2 separate regions of the Sus scrofa genome follow, and region 2 is linked to region 1. A link is a contact called in public HiChIP or PLAC-seq data. All regions are on one chromosome and are shown on one strand. Each heading gives the region's core, a stretch centred on a gene start, on an enhancer-like site or on the middle of the called end of the contact. The rest is flanking DNA. Distances are from core to core; before and after follow the strand shown.

Region 1 (5,872 bases), core at 2,185-4,684:
TGATACTGTTCACTAAATATTTCTGCTGCTTCTGTTTCTGGGCTCATGGAAAATACATGGGGAGACTGAATTTCCTGGATTCCCTAGTGGTTGGATGGGGCCAAGTGACTAGTTTTGACCAAGGCATTAGGAGCAGAAGTGAGTGCATTATGCCCAGGTCAGAGCATTGAAATGCTCATTCAAGAGTTGAGGAAAAAAAAAAAAAAAGAAAAGAAAAAGAAAAGGAGTTCCCTTCATGGCTCAGTGGTTAACGAACCTGACTATGATCCATGAGGATGCGGGTTTGATCCCTGGCCTTGCTCACAGCTTGCTATGAGCTGTGGTGTAGGTTGCAGACACAGCTTGGACCCCACGTTGCTGTGGCTGTGGCTGTGACTGGCAGCTGTAGCTGCAATTCGACCCCTAGCCTGGGAACTTCCTTATGCCATGGATGTGGCCCTAAAAAAAAAAAGAGTTCAAGGTAGTGGCAGTTCCATTAGTCTTAGTCTCTGAGTGACTACAATAAGAAGAGCCCTTTTTTTTTTTTTTTTCTTTCTTTCTTTCTTTTTTTTCTGGCGGCATATATATGGCAATTCCTGGGCTAGGGGCCAAATTGGAGCTGCAGCTGCTGGCTACAGCCACAGCCACAGCAATGCCAAATCCAAACCAAATCTGTGACCTACACTGCAGCTTGTGGCTGGATCCTTAACCCATTGAACGAGGCCAGGGAACGAACCCAGATCCTTGAATTCTTAACCCCTAAGCCACAATGGGAACTCTGGGCAGAGCCTCCTGAGTGATTTATGATGGACACGGTGAATGAGAAATTAATTGTCATTGTTTAAAGCCATGAGATTTGGGAGGTTGTTCGCTACTGCAGCATAACCTGTCCTTTCCTGACTGATAGAAATATAAAAATGCTGAAACAGAATTCACTGGAACTGACATGTAAGGGGGAGAAGAGAACCAAACATGTAAGAAAAATAGTCATAGAGGTAAAAATGAGAAACCAGAAGTTGGGACCCAGGTGAGTCCTGGAAATGAAGGAAAGAAATTGCTCCAAGAAGTAGAGAGTGGTTGAGGGTGTTGAATGCATCTGAGAGGTCCAGTAAAATAAGGAATACAAGATATGCACTAAATCTGGCAACTGAGAATTCATTGATAAACTTATGGACAAGAGAATCTATGTAGTGATGGGGGAGGAATTAGTGGACACAGAGCTGAGGAAGCAGAGAGTGAAGAGCATGAGGGATCAGTATAATAATTCAGAGGAAAGTCTAGAAGGAATTGGATGTCTTTGGGTGGTGGCAAGGGCAATACTGAAGTGATTTTCCTATTCTGAACATTTCCTATAAATGGAATCACATACTATGTGACCTTCTGTGTCTGGCTTCTTTCACTTTGCATGTTTTTTAGGTTCATCCATGTTGCAGCATGTATCAGTGCTCCATTCTTTTTTATAGCTCAATAATACTCCATTGTATAGGTAGACCATATACTTTTTTAACCGTTCATCTGTCGATGAACATTTGAGTTATCTGCCTATGCACTGCTGTATCATTAGTGATTGGTGCTGTCGAAATGAGTAGATGAATAGCATGAGTAGCATTGTCCAAGGTCACGGAGGTGGTAACATGTAACTCCAGGATTAGAAGCTAGGCAATTAGTCCCTCAGCACCTATGTTCTAACCATCAAGCTTATTGCTCTCACAGGATCTCCTCTTTATATAGATGAAGATAACTTTCTGGCAGGAAAATGATGGCGTGCTCCAGGGGGGTAACTAATGATGGGACCATTTACAAAGGTGTGGGCAGAGTTAACAAAAAGTGATAAGGAATGGAAGGCTGCCTGGATTGGCAACAGCCCAGAGCCATCACCAAATCCAGCCTGAAGGGGCAAGGAGGGAGGGGTGCCCAGAGGCCCTGCCATGGGCAGTTGGAGAGCAGCCAGGAAAATTCACATCCAACCTCACTGTCCTCCTGCTCTCTGTATCCTGAACTGGGAGCAGGGAGGTAGGGGAGCCCCCCATCCAACACCCTGAATAGCTCTAATGGGTGAAAAAGTAAAAATTAGCTCAGACTAGAAAAGTAAAAGTCAGTCCGACTAACTAGCAGGCAGGAAGAGCAGATATGGATAAAGTCCACTGCAAAGGGAACAAAAAAACAGTATTTCCGAGTGTAGCTATAGGGTGATAATACCCTGCATCTTTGAGTGACGGACTGCTGCTTTCCTACTCATGGAGAAATGTCATCCACTAAAATCATAGATCTCAGAAACTTTGCTATTTGAAACTGCATCAGTAAGAATGAAATATTCTTTTGTCTGGAGGGTCTAAGTCACCCTGAGACTGAGACACAGCTCGATTTGCAGCTCAGGTGAGGAGGAGCTTTAGGTAAAAGCTTTCTGGACACAACAATCAAAGCTTTACTGCCTCCCTGGGTCCACTTTGCAATACAGATCTGAAGCTGACCATTTTATTTAAACCTGCTTTGCTGTGAGCCTGTGAAAACTCGCTTTCGTTTCAATTTAATCTCAACTCCACCTTCCCCAGAATCGATGACTCTGATAACTCTGTCCCTTTGTTTGGTGATGTGCTCTCCCTCATCTTTTTTTTTTTTCTTTTTCTTTTTTTTAAGGGCCGCACTTGTGGCATATGGAGGTTTCCAGGCTAGGAGTCAAATTGGAGCTGCAGCTGCCAGCCTAAGCCACAGTCACAGCAACACAGGATCTGAGTTGCATCTTCAACCTATGCTGCAGCTCTTGGCAACGCCAGACCCTTAACCCACTGAGCAAGGCCAGGGGTTGAACACACATCCTCATGGAAGCTAGTGGGGTTCTTAACCCACTGAGCAACAATGGGAACTCCTGTATTCTTCCTCATTGAATGGGTCAATAAACCTGATTTTGTTGGATGGCAGTTTTGTGTCTGGTGGTCTTAAGCTGATTGGGCTAGGTCATGGGTTGATCTGCCAGGGCATAGAGCTGGCCAAAGAGTAGATCTAGAGGGTCAGGCCAAAAATATCCAGCAAGGAAATAAAGTCCTCTCCCCACCCCAGCCCCCACTGTCTGCAGACCAGAGTGTTATGAGGAAGGGAGGGAGGGAGGAGAGGGACGTTGAATCATCCAGTGTTCACGGACAGCTGGGGCTGAATAAAGGGTTGTGGAAATGAATCAATCAGCTTCTGAGTGGGGCTGGAAGCAACAGAAAGATCTAGGCTCCTTACTAAGGCACAATGGCAGCACTGGGGCTCCTGACATTTGAAGGGCTGCCTCTTTACCCCAATGGAAATGAGTCCAAAAAAGTGTGAAAGGAGAAAGGGGATAAAGCAGAATTCTTAAAATGCCCTTCCTTTGAACACCATCTTTGTGCAGGCATCTGGGGGAGGCCGCTGGGGCGGGGTCATCTGTCAGCCAGGCCTGTAGGACTTGGCTTTTCCTGTTTACTCCCAGCCACATCTGGGGCAGTGGCCAGGGCCCGCCCCCACTCTGCCATCATTGGAGGAACTCAAACTTTAAAGGTCCTGCTAAGAATCAGAACATTTCAATTTCCTCTTACTGGTGGGTCTGCTGTGGCCGGTCAGGAAGGGCTGAGCCGTGGTCCAGCCCCGAGTGGAGAGCCAGCCTCTCACCATGCCAGCCTGGTGCAGCTGGAACGACGTTTTCCAGTATGAGACAAACAAAGTCACCCGGATCCAGAGCATGAATTACGGCACCATTAAGTGGTTCTTCCACGTATTGGTCTTTTCCTATGTTAGGTAAGTGGGGCGTGAGGAGGGCCCTGAATCTCTGCAGTGGCTGAAAGCAGCCCAGAAAACCTCAAGGTGCAGCTCCTGATGCACATTCTGAATCCTCTGTGGTTTTAAAATCTGCAAGCTGGGGGTGGAGGTGGGGAGTCGGGAGAGGAAGCAGGGCCAGTCTGCTGCAGGGAGAAGCCACAGGAAGGGAGTGTGACACCATGGGTTCTAACCCAGGCCTGCTGGGGCAAGCTGGGCAGGGCATGCCTGGAGAAGGTGGGGAAATGCAGGGCAACACCCTGGATTCCTGGGAAGGAGTAAAGGATTTGGGACACGCCTGATGATAATGCCGGCATCAATCTGAGTCATCCCTGCTCTTGGGGAGGAATAGGACTAGACCTGTAAAAGCAACTTCAGGTCCTCCTTGGTGTCAAGAAGACCCTTCTTGCTCCTTTTTTTTTTGAAAAAAAACCAGCTTATTGAGATACAATTCACATACCATACAATGCACCCATTTAAAGGATACAATTCAGCAGTTTTTAGCATATTCAAAGAGTTGTGCAACCATCCACAATTAATTTTAGAATATTTTCACAGCTCCTGTCATGGCTTAGTGGAAAAGACTCTGACTAGCATACATGAGGACGCAAGTTCGATCCCTGGCCTTGCTCAGTGGGTAAGGATCTGGCGTTGACATGAGCTGTGGTGTAGGTTGCAGATGTGGCTCGGATCCCACATTGCTGTGGCTGTGGTGTAGGCCGGCAGCTACAGCTCTGATTCGACCCCTAGCCTGGGACCCTCCATATGCTGTGGGTGTGGCTCTAAAAAAAAAAAAAAGGCCATATTTTCATTACCTCATAACCAGAACAAAACAAAACCCTACATCCCTTAACCATCACTCTCAATCCTCCTATTCCCCTGCAGCTCCAGGTACCCACTGATCTGTTTTCTGGCTCTATGGATTTACCTATTTTGGATAATTCATACAAATGGAATCACACAATATATCATCCTTTTGCAACTGTTTTCAAGGTTCAGCCATGTTAGAACATGTATCTCTATTGCATTCCTTTTAATGGCTGAGTAATATTCCATTGTATGGATATACGACTTTTGAGTGGAAGTTTGGGTTGTTTCTAATTTTTGACTATGATGAATGATGCTGCTGTGAACATCTGTGCACACATTGTTTTTCGAACATGTCTTCAGTTTTCTTGGGTATGTACATCTGAATGGAACCGTTGGATAACTTGGCAAACTCTCCTCAGTCTTTTGAGGAACCATTCAACTGTTTTTCACAGTGGCTGCACCATCTCATATTCCCACCAGCAATGTATGTTCCAATTTCTCCACATCCTCATCATCACTTGTTAGCGTCTGTCTTTTGGATTACAGGCCCCAGTGAGTGAGTATTTCATTGTGGTTTTGATTCATATTTCTCTCATGGCAACTGCTCCCTGGCTCTTTGTGGTGGTGATGATGATGATAACTTGCATCTATTCAGAGAGACAGTGTACTTCACTAGCTCAAGGTTAAAGAAACCTATTTTATAGACCTGGCTAAGTTTTCTTGACCACGTTTAACCTCTCTGAGCTTCAGTTTCTGCATCTGTTCAGAGAGTTGTGATAATTAAACAAGAAATGGCAAGACAAACACTTATCGATGCCTAGTATAGGGTAAGAGCGTCACATATGGTAGCTATTTTTAAAAATAATCTTTTTGAATTTAATAGTTTCTTTCATATACATCCTATCCTTTGACCCTGAAAGTAATCATGCCCATGCTTGAGATTTGAAATCTGGAAATCTGGATCCAAAAATCCTTCACTTTTTTTGTTTTCTTTTTGTCCTTTGTCCTTGGCACATGGAGGTTCCCAGGCCAGAGGTCTAATCAAAGCTGTTGCTATTGGCCTATGCCAGAGCCACAGCAATGCCAGATCTGAGTTGTGTCTGTGACCTACACCACAGCTCACAGCAATGCTGGATCCTCAACCCACTGACCGAGGCCAGGGATCAAACCCGCAACCTCATGGTTCCTAGTCGGATTCGTTTCCACTGCACCACAGCGGGAACTCCAAAAATCCTTCACTTTTTTTGAGCCTTGGTTTCCTCATCTGTAAAAGGGGATAATTGTTGTTGTGAGAATTAAAAGAGTTAAT
Region 2 (5,872 bases), core at 1,162-3,661, 200 kb before region 1:
TGACCTTACTGTACCCCAATATTAAAACTACCAAACTTGAGACTATTTGAGAATTATTTAGCCAGTTTAAACATAAATATTTATACTATGTATTAGAACTAACTGACCAAACAGTTCTACTCCTTTATCTTAATTGGTAAGCCAGCAGCTACTTACTGCAGGGTTTTTTAAAAAATTAATCCAGAAAAAAACACATTTAAAAGGTACAGAGTGATTAATTCAGGATGCCAAATGGTTTGCTATGATGGTCTCTTAATTTTATCCAGTGAAAATATGAGGAATTAATTATTATTAATGGCTACACATCACTTGGCTAACATGGCATGATATGTTATAGAGTCTCACAGCAGTATTTGAGTACAGCAACTCCAAAAACGTTCACCTCTTGCCAATTTTTTCCCTCCACCTGCCCACTGCTTTGTATATTTAGTTCTCAAAATAGCCCTGTTGGATATATGGCAGTCAAAGACTGAGGTAGATCCCTGAGGCTTATATGTGTACAAACATACAAAAAAGGAATCTTAAAACGGTGTCAATTTTGCAAAGCCTGAAAAAAATTACTGCACTGAGGGAATTTCACTTCCTATCTTGGTTTTTACAAGAATGAAACCCTGTGCTTTAAGAACAAAAGGCATCTCATGCTGTGAGGATTAGGAACGTATGTGTCCTATTCATGACCATTTTTAGGAAAACTTTGAAATCCACTGCCCAAGAAAAAAAGTGAGATAGAAAATTAGTATTCAACATGAAAAAATGTTAATAACCTAGAAATATCCTTGCCAACCCTCATCACCTTTCTTCTGCTGCAGTTCTTTGCATTTCACCAGTTTCTAAGCAACCATACAGGACTCAAACGGGTAAGCACATACAGAACAAGAAAAAACAATGATTTTTTTTCTTTTAGGATCTAGAACCAACTGTACTGAACCTTGTTCTCTCAACCTAGGACTCATTCAAGACAGGGGTCCAATTTAGATAAATATACTACCCTAAAGGTCAGTGACCAAATTTGGTCAACAGTGGTGCCATCACTGCCGTCATCATTCTTGTCACTGTCAGAAACAACTGTCACCTTGCCATTACCAGGAAGGGAGAGCAACTGGAATATTCCTTTTGTAAGTTCTATTTACAGACTACAAAGAGCCAGCATCATCTTAGTATGATCTTACACAATGGAAGAACCCAAAACAGAAAAGACCTCCCAATAAAGAACTTCTTGATGTTAAAAAGAAACAAACATACAAAAAAACCCCAAACCCCCCACACAAAACATGAAGACACAACTTAAATTTCCAAACATAATGTTCTCACTCAATAGACATTTGCTTCTTGGTTTTTTTACCTATGGTTTATTGTTGACTTTTTGGAAAGAAAATGTTTTATACTTACAAAAGATATACATGCTGCCAACAATAAAATTCTAACGAGTAAGTCTTCAAACTGCTCAATCACAAGTTCCAGCAAGGTTTTCCCTGTTAGAAACAATCATATTAGTTATAAATGTCATCTTTGACATCAGCACATGAAGGGCAGCGGGAGAGAAACACGTTGAGATTACTTACCTTCTTCAGCCGGTAACTCTGCAGGATGTAGAAATCCACCAGGCAACGTGTCAAGAACGGGAGGGGGGAAAAAAAGCATTTTAGCACTCTGACATTACAAAAAGAATTACTAAAGTATCACTGCCTTTTAAAGACATGACTACATATATGAACTCAATCACTTTTAATAGAAACCGTACCAAAACGGTATCCTAAGAAAATGTACAATATTTGTTGCACTGATCTACTCCAAAATGTGAAATTATATTGCAACCTAACAGCGCTCCTGATACAAGGAGTCATTTCAGCTCTGTCATCACTTCTGCCAGATGTGTAACTCTGGATAGTACAAGAACAGTCAGAGGCATTCCCAACTATAACAACGCCTCATAAATCCGACTGGGGACAAGAAAATGTCTCGCAGGGCTCAACCCAGCTGCAGGAGACTCATCCCTCTCTCCACCGGGGCCAGCTGCTGCGGGTGAGAAACCGCCGAGCTAGCTGCGTGCGGGGAAGGTCAAGGGCTGGAGCCACGAGGCGGCGCAGACCCGACCCCGGTCCCCCGCCTGCAACCCCTCTCTCCCAGGGGGCCGGGGCGCGGGCTCAACCCGCCGTCTGCAGCCCTCGGCGGGCGCGGAGCCGAGACCCACGAGGTGGAGCCCGGTCAGCCATCTTTCCTGGCTCTCGGGCCCGCGCCGAGCGGCGCGGGGACCCTGCAGCCCGTGCACCAAGCACCTACCGTTGGAGCCCCATCTCTCCTTGAGCTTCTTGACCTGCTCCAGGCTCAGCCCCGTGCTCTCGTTGACGCCGAAGTGGCCCAGCACCTCCTCCACCGTCTTTGTGTGCGCGTTCTCCATGGCTGCGGGGGCCCGGCCGGCCTCGCCTCCAGTCCCCGCGGCCTCCTCGCCTCCGCCTCGCACTCGGGCCGCGGGCTCGTGCCACCCTGGGCGCCCAGGCGCGGACTGGCCTGTCCCTCTCCTTCTCCTCCTCCGGCCGCTTCCGCCTCGCCGGGCGCTGAATCACCCCGCGCCCCCTCCCCCAGACAACCGCCCCTCTCGCAGCCCTGCCCTCGCCGGCGCCCGCCCCGGGCTCAGCTGGACCGTAGGGGGGGGCGAGGGGGGGCTTCCGACCCTCCCTCCCCTCGTCAGAAGGGAGGGCCTCCTTCACCCTCAACCGCCCGCCGGGAGCGCAGGCCGCAGCCCCCGAGCCCCCTCCCCGTTCTCCTGAGGTGGTTCTCCGCCCCGCCCGGGCCGGGCCGGAGGAGGGGACGCTCGGCTGACTCCTGAGAGCCGAACCGAGCGAGGGAGGCGAGCCTGCGGGGTGGTGCGCGGCGCGCTCGCCCTGTCCACTCAGCTCCGCACCCCCGACAGCAACGGAGGAAACTGCGGCGGAGGAGAAGGAGGTGGCGTCGGGGACGGCTCCGCGGCGGCTGCTCTAATAGCATTTATCCGCCGCTGCCTCCCCTCTCGCCGCCGCCGCGGCATGTGGACGCCGCTCATTGGCCGAGAGGGCCCAGCGCGGCGCGGGCGGCGCGGCCCCGCCCCCTCCCTCCGGCTCCCTCCCTCCCGCGCGACTGGCGCCCACGCGGCCGTTCAAGCCCCGCCCCCTCCTTCGTACCGCCCTCAGGAACCCGGATCCGGGCCGGCGCGCGCAGCTCCTGTGCAGGGCGCGTTGTGGCCCGCTGGTCCGCGGAGGCCCGAGGCTGGAACGCTTCTTTGGCGGGGCTGTTCTCGATTCTCGCCCCACTCAACCATCGGCAGGCGTAGAACCCGGGAGGGTGGAGGGCTCACGGCGGGCTGCCTGCACTCATTGACCGGAAGAAACTGCCTGCCCATCTGGGTCGGCCTCGGGTTAGGGTGGGTGATTCGAAGGCGAGACGGAGGAAATTGGGAACTCGATCTCCGCAGAGCTCCCCTAAGCGCGCTGAGGTTAGGTGTCCTTGGCTCGCCCCCTTGCCCTCCGCCTCCTGGGCCGCACTCTGCATCCTAATCTGTCTCTCAAGAGCACCTTTCAGGATCCAAGGGAAGGAATTCCGCATTTAACTTCCCACGCGGCCAAAATCCCTCATCTGTTGCTTCAGGAACACCGCACCCCACCCACCCCGACCTCCCCACCTCCACCGAGAGCTTCACCGCGTGCAGATACCAGCCCTTCCCCAGCGAGTTCTGTGCTCTGACTGAGGGAATCCCACACTGGCGGGGGCGGGGGGAGGAAAAAAAGGGGGTTTTATTTTTAATATCCCACGCAGCCTTTGATACACGTCCGCATAGAAGTCACAGATTACGCTACTGTAACAAATAGCGAGAGTTGTGCAAGAAGACACTTCGCTTGGTTTTTAAGATGAAGGCTATCTTCTAGACTTTCACTTTTCCCGATAGGAGAAAAAGGCACTTGAATCCAGAATCTGTTCTTAAACCACAGATAATTTGCTCCTGAGGACTATAGAAAACCTACCTAACTGCACAATAAAGGGAATTTTGCCAATATAAATAAGTTAGACTACTTAATAGAAAGGGACCTTTGCTTTGATTTCATGAACAAAAGGTGAACACATTCGCATCACAAAGAGCAGTTTTCTTAAGGGACTGTGTCGCAGAATGAAGCATTTAGTCCACTTTTGTGTTTGGCCATGGTGTACCATACACAGGAGCCAAAGCAGAGCAAAAATCACCATAGTTGTCCCAGATGGCTCAGTCTCAGTACTTAAGATAAAGTCCTTTAACAGATGCAAATCACTTTGCATTACCCCACTGAAAGAAAAATCAGGCACCTCATTTCATTTAATTATTTCCAAGGAGCGGAGGCTAGCATGTAGTTTTGATACTTGGAAAAGGACCAACAAAACCCTACACTAAACAGAAATTCTAGTGTATGGCAATGCGCTAAAGAGAAGCAAGGTGGAAACTGGTTAGGTCACAGAATAGGAGCCTCTTCCAGGAGGGACATGTGACTGGATGGTGGGGGTGTGGTAATGGAGGGCTGGTGGTTCTTTTCCCACTCAGACCGCTTCACCACTTCTGATTCTGACCAATTCTTATGCCTCACCCCAGCAAGGATTGTTACCTTACTCAGCCTAGAAATTACCTTGAGCATTTTACTTTGGACCTCTGTTCCATGGCTCCGTCTCTGCCTGGGGTTGTAAGCACTTCTATGATTATAATCTTCTTGAGAGTTTTCTGATCTGGGCTCTTGTACTCAATGCTCTTCCCTAGATCTTCATGCTCCTACTTCCATCTTATTCAGATCTCAGCTTATATGTTACCTCCTCAGAGATGTCTTGACTGACTACTTAAAGGGTTATCCTCCCCAACAAACCTTGCTGTCATATTATTTTTTTCTTCAAAGCATTGATCTCTGAGGTTGTATTTTTTGCTTAGCTGTTTACTGCTTGGCTCACCATACCAGGATGTCAGCTCCATGAGAACAGAAGCTTGTCTAGCTTGTCCATCTTCAGGATGCAGAAAGCTCCTGGTATTCATTCATCATTTACTGAATGCCTACAGTTGTTTGTTTGTTTTATGGCCATCCTTGGCATATGGAAGTTCCTGGGCCAGGGATTGAATTCTAGCTGAAGCTTCGACCTACACCACTGCTATAGCAACACAAAACCCTTTAACCCATTGCAGTCACACCTCCACAGTGACCTGAGCTATTGCAATCAGATTCTCAACCCACTGCACCACAGTGTGAACTCCACCTCCTGTTTCAGTGAATGAAAGAATCTTACCATCCCTGATTTATAAGGGACTTTAAAAGGGCCTGGTCATGCAAGGGCCTCAGCAAATTTTTGCTGAACTCCAAGTTTATTGATTTCCATTTGGTAAAATAAACAGGAGGGCCTCTGCATTACTTGCCTCCTGGGAATGCTGTGACAGTTAGGTTTAAAACAAACCAGGGAGTTCCCGTTGTGGCACAGTGGAAATGAATACAGCTAGCATCTATGAGGACATGGGTTCGATCCCTGGCCTTGCTTGGTGGGCTAAGGAGCCACCGTTGCTGTGAGCTGTGGTATAGGCCGGCAACTGCAGCTCCCATTTGACCCCTAGCCTGGGAACTTTTATATGCCATATGCTGTGGATATGGCCCTAAAAAGCAATAAATGAATAAATGAATGAATGAATGAATGAATAAAACAAAACCAGAATGAGGCAGGATTTTAGGCTTCTCAGAGATGAGCAATATGTAAGTTCACACTGGTAGCATTACCACATTGTCATCACGCTCTCAGACAGTCCTTTGTAATTCTTCTATTTACTGGAGGTCTTCAACTCAAGATGGGGTTACATCTTTTTTTTTTTTTTCTTTTTTGGCTGCCCCACCACATATGGAGT

Evidence for each region. HiChIP or PLAC-seq counts read pairs in DNA pulled down with a chosen protein or histone mark.
Region 2: a contact with region 1 is called in an H3K27ac HiChIP or PLAC-seq map of alveolar macrophages. The contact joins the promoter of ATP2A2 here to the promoter of P2RX7 in region 1. A contact is called at or near these places in 1 of 47 Hi-C or Micro-C datasets (embryonic fibroblasts) and 1 of 2 datasets of contacts at active chromatin or transcription factors (alveolar macrophages).

Annotation. Positions count from the first base shown.
Region 1 is chr14:31,474,064-31,479,935 of Sscrofa11.1, reverse strand. P2RX7 (P2X purinoceptor 7) reads left to right here and starts at 3,434. Exons shown (of 13, transcript XM_001926804.5): 1 at 3,434-3,735. The coding sequence starts at 3,611. The region is part of intron 2 of IFT81 (intraflagellar transport protein 81 homolog); the gene reads right to left.
Region 2 is chr14:31,671,812-31,677,683 of Sscrofa11.1, reverse strand. ATP2A2 (ATPase sarcoplasmic/endoplasmic reticulum Ca2+ transporting 2) reads right to left here and starts at 2,411. Exons shown (of 20, transcript NM_213865.1): 1 at 2,281-2,411; 2 at 1,563-1,580; 3 at 1,390-1,472. The coding sequence starts at 2,398.